3 separate regions of the Gossypium hirsutum genome follow, and regions 2 and 3 are each linked to region 1. Evidence: chromatin contacts called from public Hi-C data. All regions are on one chromosome and are shown on one strand. Each heading gives the region's core, a stretch centred on a gene start, on an enhancer-like site or on the middle of the called end of the contact. The rest is flanking DNA. Distances are from core to core; before and after follow the strand shown.

The links. A called contact is a pair of places that touch in the nucleus more often than the background predicts.
Region 2: a Hi-C map of leaf shows a contact between it and region 1, with 2.6 times the contacts expected there. The contact joins the promoter of LOC107963155 here to the promoter of LOC107962189 in region 1. A contact is called at or near these places in 6 of 34 Hi-C or Micro-C datasets (hypocotyl, leaf and seedling).
Region 3: a contact with region 1 is called in a Hi-C map of leaf, with 2.3 times the contacts expected there. The contact joins the promoter of LOC107962187 here to the promoter of LOC107962189 in region 1. A contact is called at or near these places in 14 of 34 Hi-C or Micro-C datasets (callus, hypocotyl, leaf and 2 more).

What each region holds. Positions count from the first base shown.
Region 1 is chrA06:22,325,604-22,328,383 of Gossypium_hirsutum_v2.1, forward strand. LOC107962189 (auxin response factor 7) reads right to left here and starts at 1,460. Exons shown (of 13, transcript XM_016898489.2): 1 at 622-1,460. The coding sequence starts at 664.
Region 2 is chrA06:22,704,800-22,707,579 of Gossypium_hirsutum_v2.1, forward strand. It overlaps LOC107963155 (adrenodoxin-like protein 1, mitochondrial), which reads right to left and starts at 1,404. Exons shown (of 8, transcript XM_041115932.1): 1 at 899-1,404; 2 at 592-659.
Region 3 is chrA06:22,678,327-22,681,106 of Gossypium_hirsutum_v2.1, forward strand. It overlaps LOC107962187, which reads right to left and starts at 1,411. Exons shown (of 1, transcript XM_041115568.1): 1 at 448-1,411. The coding sequence starts at 1,204. The coding sequence ends at 641.

The DNA.
Region 1 (2,780 bases), core at 210-2,709:
AAAAAGCATCAACTTCCAAAAAAAATTCTCAATATCCATATTCGTCCAAAATTGAACGATAGACATGGCAACAATTAACTTTATGGTATCGAAGCAACAAATCCGCAATTGCCTGGTATCAAAAATTAAAAAGTTATCATGAATATTCTTATATAATACTTAATACTTCATATTTGAACTTGACAAAAGTATAATTGTTGTATGTTTTCTTTCTTTTTAACCTTCAATTTGCAAATGATAAATGATCCCAAACCCAAACCTTTCCCCATTAGAATGAGGAAAGTTGCCACTCAGTTACATTAAATTTTACTTTTAGTCTTGTTAAGTGCTTCTTTCCATTTTTATGAAAATGGGATTTATAGGATTTCTCAAAAAGAGATATGACAATTTACACGAACAAATGTAGAGCATTAAAACAAAACTAATACTGAGCAATAATTTATTTAAACTAAAAACAACTTAGACGGGTATGGATGACATAGAAAAATAACCAAATATATAAACTAATAATCAAGAAAATCCCAGACTGCGTAGAACCCAAAGGCTATTTCGACCCAGAAAAAAAAAGCTGAATCAGAGCTAAAAGAAGAAAAAAAAAAGGATCAGTAAGAGAAATCAGACCTTCTGCAGAATTTGCCATAAATCCATTTGGTGGAGCCTTCATGTTTACAATCTCGGATAATTTTTATTTTTTTTACAAAAAGAAAAATCTCTAAGGAACACAACCACTTCTTATGCTCCAACAAAACACAGAAAAGAAATCAACTTTCTTCACCATATAGTTACTTCCAGTCTTTTAGCTATCAACCACAACGGTTCAAAGAAGAATCATTTTAGCGGCATCCCTTGGTAGGAAAATCACCACAAACGCGCTTAAGGAAACGCCGGAGCTTCCATTAATAAATCACAAATCCCAAAAAAGAACTAAAACCCTAACTTAGAAAGCAAAACCAAAGGCAAAAAACCTTGTTCTTTCGCTTTGATTAGCTTGGTAAAAAGCTTTTGAAATGTTGGGTATTTTCAATCACGTGAAAGCATTTACTTCTCCAAAGGAATAAATCAGATTCCAGAGTTGAATCAGTTTAAAAGTAGCCGAAACCGTAAAGAACTAACTGCATGGAACATTAAAAACTGCTCCTCAGCTCATTTGAAGCTCATCGTTCTGTTTTCTAGAATCCGACGAGAAAAAAGAAAAGAAAAAAAGAAAGAAACTTTATGGGATCAAGGAGAAGGAAAAAAAAACACTTGTCGCCTGGAAATCACAGAACCAAAGCGAAAGGCCAAGCAAAAGCAGAGCAAAAAACAGCTTTCTTTTTTTCTTTTCTTTTATAAATTGTGAAACATGCCGACATATAAGAGACTGTGAAGGCTGAACTCTGAAGCAATCAGGCCTTCGGTAAATTAAAGGAAGTAAGGATTTTTTTTCTTTTTTACTTAATGAATTAAAATTGTAATCGTTGCGCGTGTGAATTGGCGAGTGGTGTTAGGCTATTAATAGGCGGACAGTTTAAGTTGGTACCCTTCTTTTCACTGTTTTGGACTTGGGAGGTGCGCGCGTGCGGCCTTGTGGGCGTGCGTAAAGGGTTCTCCTTGGAGTGAAAATAAGTATAGTTGGCGCTCGACTATAGGATAACAGTCTGGTTCAGATCCCTTATCAATTCTCATTTTGCATGGTTGAACTCCAAATGTGGGGTTCATTTAATCCAATAAGTTTTCGTTCAATAGATTAGTTGAAGCTTGTTTGTAATTAAATTTTCATAAATCTACTTATTTGAATCAAAGCATTGTAATGCTCGACTGATAGTTCAATCAAATTTAAATTTTTTGAGTTCAACTCATATAGCTTGCTAGTATTGAGACCCTAATTGTCATTTGAGGTTGTCTTGGTAATTTTATATCTTATTTTCTTCTTATTATCTTTCTAAAGGTTAGTTTAACATTGTTTTTGAAAAGTTTAGTTTAAGATATAAGTGTTTAGTATTACTATTAAAACGTGCTTTTAAGAAACAAAATATTCATTTTAAACATGATATTATCAAGTAATAAATATATATTTAAATAATATTCAAATTAATTAATATTATTATATTTTAGTAAATATATAAAAAATAATTTATTACAACTTGTTGTTAATAATTTACTATATGAAATATAAATTTTAATTATTTTTAAGTAATAAATTTTAATTATTTATAAAATTTAATTAGAATATATAAACTATATTTTAAATAATTAAATATAACCATTAAATATTTGTAATTAGATATGAACTATATTTTAAATAATTAAATATAACCATTAAATATTTGTAATTAGATATGAACATATTTGTATTATTTTAAAAAATACTTTTTTTATTTTTAATTTATAATTTTAACACATTTGTAATTAAACACCAAGAAAAAAAAAGAAAAAATATCATGTTGTTGGAGGGGTGAAAAAATAATTAAACACCAAAAGTGTTTTTTTTTTTGCAAAACTGTTTTTAAAAAGTAAAAAAATTCAGCCAAAATTAAATTGTTTAACACAATTTTTCTTCTAAAAGTGTTTTTCAAGCCAAAATTATTTTTTTAAGCAATATTAAATAAGGCCTTAATTTGGATCAATATAGTTCGGATCAATGTAGTTGGTTCCACGTCGATTCCAATTATACTACTCAATTCCAGTAATAAATTGAAACGATCATTTCTTTCTTTCTTTCTTTCTTTTTTTTGCATCGGTGTAAACTTTAGTTTGTTTTGATTGCATCAACCAAAATATTACACATAAGGCAACAGTGC
Region 2 (2,780 bases), core at 154-2,653, 380 kb after region 1:
TCCAGATCTCATCAAATGTTTGTCTGAGTTCAATCATATTTTCTAATGTAACTGTCATCCAAGATTAAGCTCTATTAGTCTATTTTGCTATCCCTTTGACAAATCCAATAATGCCACAATGACCAACGTTAATCAAATCATTCCATCTCCTTAGAAAATAAAATCAATGCCATACTATTTCCTTTCTGTAGACAAGACAAGAGACCGTTCTTTCATAAGAAAACTGATCTACACTAAGTCATCATAAGCTCATCAAAAACTACAATAATTTCATTATGTTAACAACGAATATGTTCAAGACTATCTAAAGCAAAATCATTTGCTCATTCACTAGCATAGTTAACACATTTCTTCTCCTGATATCATAACTAGCTAACCATGAAAGAAGCTAATCTCATTAGAGTTCACAACTAAAACTTCCACTTTAATCCTGATAAACTGCTATGTTTTCCATCATTTACACTCCACAGTCCAATATTCCCTACAGGTCAAGCATGTCATAACCGGCAGGATAACTTGGCCAATTGTCAACAACTACCAAATATATATATATATTTTTTATTGAAATATAAGAAAATAATCATCACTAACCGTAGACCACTGGTAATGACTGCAATGCCTTTGTTTATATCTTGATCTAGACATATATGCATATCCACCTGTCAAAAAAAATGCAATGTGTATATCTTGCTCAAAAAGATAGTTTCATACAAACCATGCATTTGTAGGAGCCTAAAAACTATACCACAATCATCAAAACAAGTTGTCAACTTAGTAACTAAAAGGGTATCACATTTTTATTTAGAAATATCTCTAAATATTAATATTGCCAATAGCAAATAATAAAACTAAAATTCAAACCATAAGAAATGAAGTCAAATTGAAAAGAAAAGTATACCTCTTGATAGCTCCTTGGCAACCCGAAATCCAACTCTACAAAGCCTAGAAATTAACATAACTCGAAATAGAAAAGCAGGCCCTATTTAAGGAGGAGGGGGGGAAGGCTTTAGAGCTAAAATTTTTCAAACTTTAACAAACACATCAAAGTCTAAATGGACTTGCATGTAGAGCGAATTAATCAATAAAGTTCAACTGGGTATTCATCTAAGCTGCTGCATATTGATATAGACAAGTACTTAAATCTCCAGAAAAGAAGACATAACGAAAAAAGTGAGTAAGCGACCTTTTGTAACGAGAGAAGAGGAAATTGGAACTTGGTCTGGGACAGTGATCTCTAATGCGCGTTAAGACGAAAACTCTGACTAGTTTTGAAGGCAAATGGTGGCCGCCGGCGAGGGCAGTTGGCTGAGGTTAGATGAACAAGTTTCTTTAGAATAATATGCGCCGTAGAGACTACCGGGTAGAAGATGAGAGATTGAACGACGCCGTTTGAAGGAACTTTGACACTAGGAAAAGGAAAATAAAATGTTATTGCAGTGGAGATGCGGGGGATCGAACGCTGTACCTCTCTCATGCAAGGCTAGCGCTCTACCATTTGAGCTACATCCCCTCGTGCTTACCATGTTCTAACTTCTTAATTAATACTTATTTTGAAAAAGTTAAATCAATTGAAATATAATATTTTCAATGATTTATTTCTTACATATTTGATAATACAAAATAAAAATAACTGAATAGAATTTTTCTGTGAAAAAGATAAGTAGATAATAGCTATTTATAATTTATTTTAATTTTTATTAAATTTTGATTTGGTTTAAAACAAAATGGAATATTTAAAAGTTAAGGATAAATGTAGAATATTTTTTATAACTTAAAATTTATATTTATCAAACAATCGAATTACATTCACTATTTAATTTTAAACAATATGTCAAAAAAATTATAATTTAAATTTAGTAATACTTAATTATTAAGTTATACATCACTCTATTTTCTTATATATCATACATCACCTTAGACATCATAATTAAACGTAAACTACATCTCAGGCCACATATCTATGCTAATTTTTTTTTCTATTTTTTTTATCTAATCATAAAAATTATAAAATAATTAATCAATTAATAGTATAAATTTTGTAACGGAAAGATGATTTGGCTATTTTAAAATAAGCATATTATAGTTTATAAATAATATATATATATATATATATATATATATACTTGGACGGTGTAAGTAAAGTTGTTTTCTAAAGGAAAATGATTGTTGATGTCGCTTATTCTAAAATAAATAAAGGTATAATTATTTATTGGCCCTTTAATTTTATAAAAAAATTATTTTAACCTTTTATTTAATTTTTAAGCTTCTTTTACTTATAAACTTGTGTTTTTTTGTCAAATTATATTAAAATGAATGAAAAATTAACATTATTTAACTTTGCTGACGTGAAATACACATAGACGACATATCAATATTTAATTAATTTTTTAAAAATTTAAAAATTATATAAAAATATTTTTAAAATTAAAAATCATTAAAATTATTTAAAATATTATTTTTAATATATATTTTTTAAAATTTTAAAATTAATTAAATTCTTTTGTGTCATTTATGTGGTAATTTACTTGTATTTCACGTCAGTAAAATTAATTTTTTATCTGTTTTAGAGCTATTTGATAAAAAATATAAATTTTAAGACTAAAAAAGATAAAAAAATTAAATTGAGGACTAAAATAAAATTTTTATAAGTTAAAAGGTAAAAAAATTATTATACTTAAAATTAAAAAATAAAATAAAATAGGGGGCTGCACGTGCACACAAAGTTAGAAAAGCAAAGAATCGAAAGCGATGTGTGGTCCAATTACGGTGACACGTCATCT
Region 3 (2,780 bases), core at 161-2,660, 350 kb after region 1:
TTGTCTACTTATGTTCACTTCAACACCAATTTATGTGTTCACTTTAACTTATTAATTCCAGAATTCCTTAACATCATCAGTGTTGCCCCAATATTATACTTCAAATCATATATAATTTTGATACCAGAATTAATGACTACTATTTCCTTAGGTGACCACTTCCGAGATGCTCTCGCTTTCTAAATTACTGGACTATTCAAATTATAAAATTATTTTAGCTTTAGTACAACTAAAAATTGAGTTATTTACATTTTGTTTGTTAAATTATCATCTTATAGTTTAGTCAATTAACTATTAAAATGTAATATTATTCTTATGTTAACTTCCAAATTCAAGAGAGACTTAGGCCCCTAAAATCAAATTAAATTTGGGTTATAATATTTCATAATATCTGATAATGCTAAATAATTAGCAAAGAGTAGGAAAATTATTGTAACCTTAGAAGCATTTGCTTTTGGATTTTCTAAAGCTTGTTATTTCCGACAAATATATTTACAAGTATCCCCAACCTTAAACCCAATGTCATTAACACAAATAATTAAAAGGAAAAACAATTAAAAACATTATACCATCTACATTAAATTCCTAAAATGCCACCACCACCAACCGCCATTACAGCACAGCTTCAGCTTTACCTTCTTCACCACCTCCTGCATGATTCATCCCATAACCTAACAACGTTGCCGTTTAACGCCGTCAAATCCTGATAACGGTACCACCCTGCTTCCCCTTTCCTCAACCTCAACACTCTTTCCCAACTCTCCCACCACTCCCCGCAGCACCTCCCTTCACCACCGTCACTCCATTCCGTTACCGTCATCCCACCGTCGACGTCTACGTCATCATCCACGTAATAAACAGTCAACTTGATTTTTCCTCCTTTGGTCACCAACTGCGAACCGCTTGTTTCTGAGACGGAAGCTGGAGGGGCCGGGGGAGTTGAAACTGAAGCTGAAGGGGTCGGCTTTTCATCGGCGCCGAGAATCGGTCGAGACTCATCATGGGCACGATCAGAAATAGACACCGAGAGCTTCTGGTCATTACTTTGAACGGAGGCGCCGACGACGGCTCTTATCCTCCAAAAACTAACCGCAGCAGTGAGAACAGCAATCCACGTCCACAGATTATGAATAACCGTGAAAATCCCAAAACTCACATAGTTAAATGCCAAAGCTTCGAGTGGAGATTCCAACACCTGATTCATTTTTGTTTGGTCCGCCAACTCTAAAATTCGGCTGTCTGAAGATATTCTAGTCTTGGTTCTGTTTCTGTGTTTTATAAGGGAAACTAAAAATCAGAGGCCTATAGAAATGGTAACGTAGAGGAGAAAGAGAACACGACAAAGAAAGCTAGGCCATAGATGGAGAGAGCAAGTTGAGGAGATTAATGGAGATGCTAATTTGCTAAGATTGATCCATTTACTTATACCCAATTAAAAAACATGGGCAGGTGTGAAATCAGGAGGGTTGATATTTACCGTCCCTTGCCCTTCTCGTAAAAAGCTGACCATTCGTTTACTGCAGCAGAATATATAACGATTTCTAGGGTAAATTGTAATGAAAAGTTAATTAAATTATTAGTAAATTTATATTTTAATTATTTTATTTTAAAATATTATTAAATAATTTATTAAATTATTTAAAAAATTTTATTTAAATCATTCAATTATTTTAAAATTTTTATTTAAATTACTAAATTATTTAAATTTTAATTTAAATTCATGATACTCAAAATAGTTTAATAAAAATATTAATTTATAAAAGAGAAAGAGAAAAAAAAACATTCTATTAGTAGAAACAATGTGAACAGAAAAGATAATACAATAATAATTTTAATAATTAAATGATTTAGATAAAAAAAATTTAATAATTTAATAGTTATTTTTGTAAACTTCTAAAAAGTTGTAATTTGGACTTAAGTAATTTACCCTTCCTGTATATATGACTTAAGTATGGAAAATATCTCCTCCCTTGGGCCCTCCACTCAAATTTTAAAAAGAAATTGATAATATGAAACTATTTCATAATATCATTGTCCATTTTCAATAAAAAAAAAAGTAACATAAAAAGATAGTATCACGACATAAAATCACAGTTTCTCAATTTCAAGACGTGGAAGGATTGTTTTATTTGGTTATAACTGCAGTTACCGTTCACTCAGCGTTAATATAAAAAACATGCGTTTAATGCTTCGTGCAATCTTTTGAATCGGATTGAAAATGATCTGTTCTCAAGGAATTATCCAATGGGTCTTTTGAGTTAAGGAACGAAGATGAGATTAAAAGTCCGATTCCAACAGTTTTGAACTTTTCAATGGCGTTTAATGCTTCGTGTTCCAAAGCACTAAATGTCTTCGGCGAGGACGTCTATTTGTTCTTGGAACAACAACAGTGCCTAATGGTAAACGTTTGAAGCAAGGACGATCAACGGAAGGTCGCGGGTGGCGAGTGGCGGTAAACTTGGTAATTTTATAGAACACTTGGGGTTTGTTTCATTAGCTTGGGCTTTAATGGCGGATTCATATACGTTGAAGTAAAAATAGTAGATGCAAAAAACGGTGGCGGGTTGAATCCAAAATAAAGATGTCGGGATGTGATGTTTACGCGCCAACTCCGTGGCCCAATGAAGGAACAAGGAGTAGACAATGCAAGTGATGGTTTGCGTTCGTTCTTACTGCTTGTTATAAACTCGAAGATGGCTTCTTTGCCTCGTCGCCTAAGTTCAGACAGGTAATGGTCTGTGTCATCACCGGCTTGGACTCCGTTTTCGTAGCCATTGGAA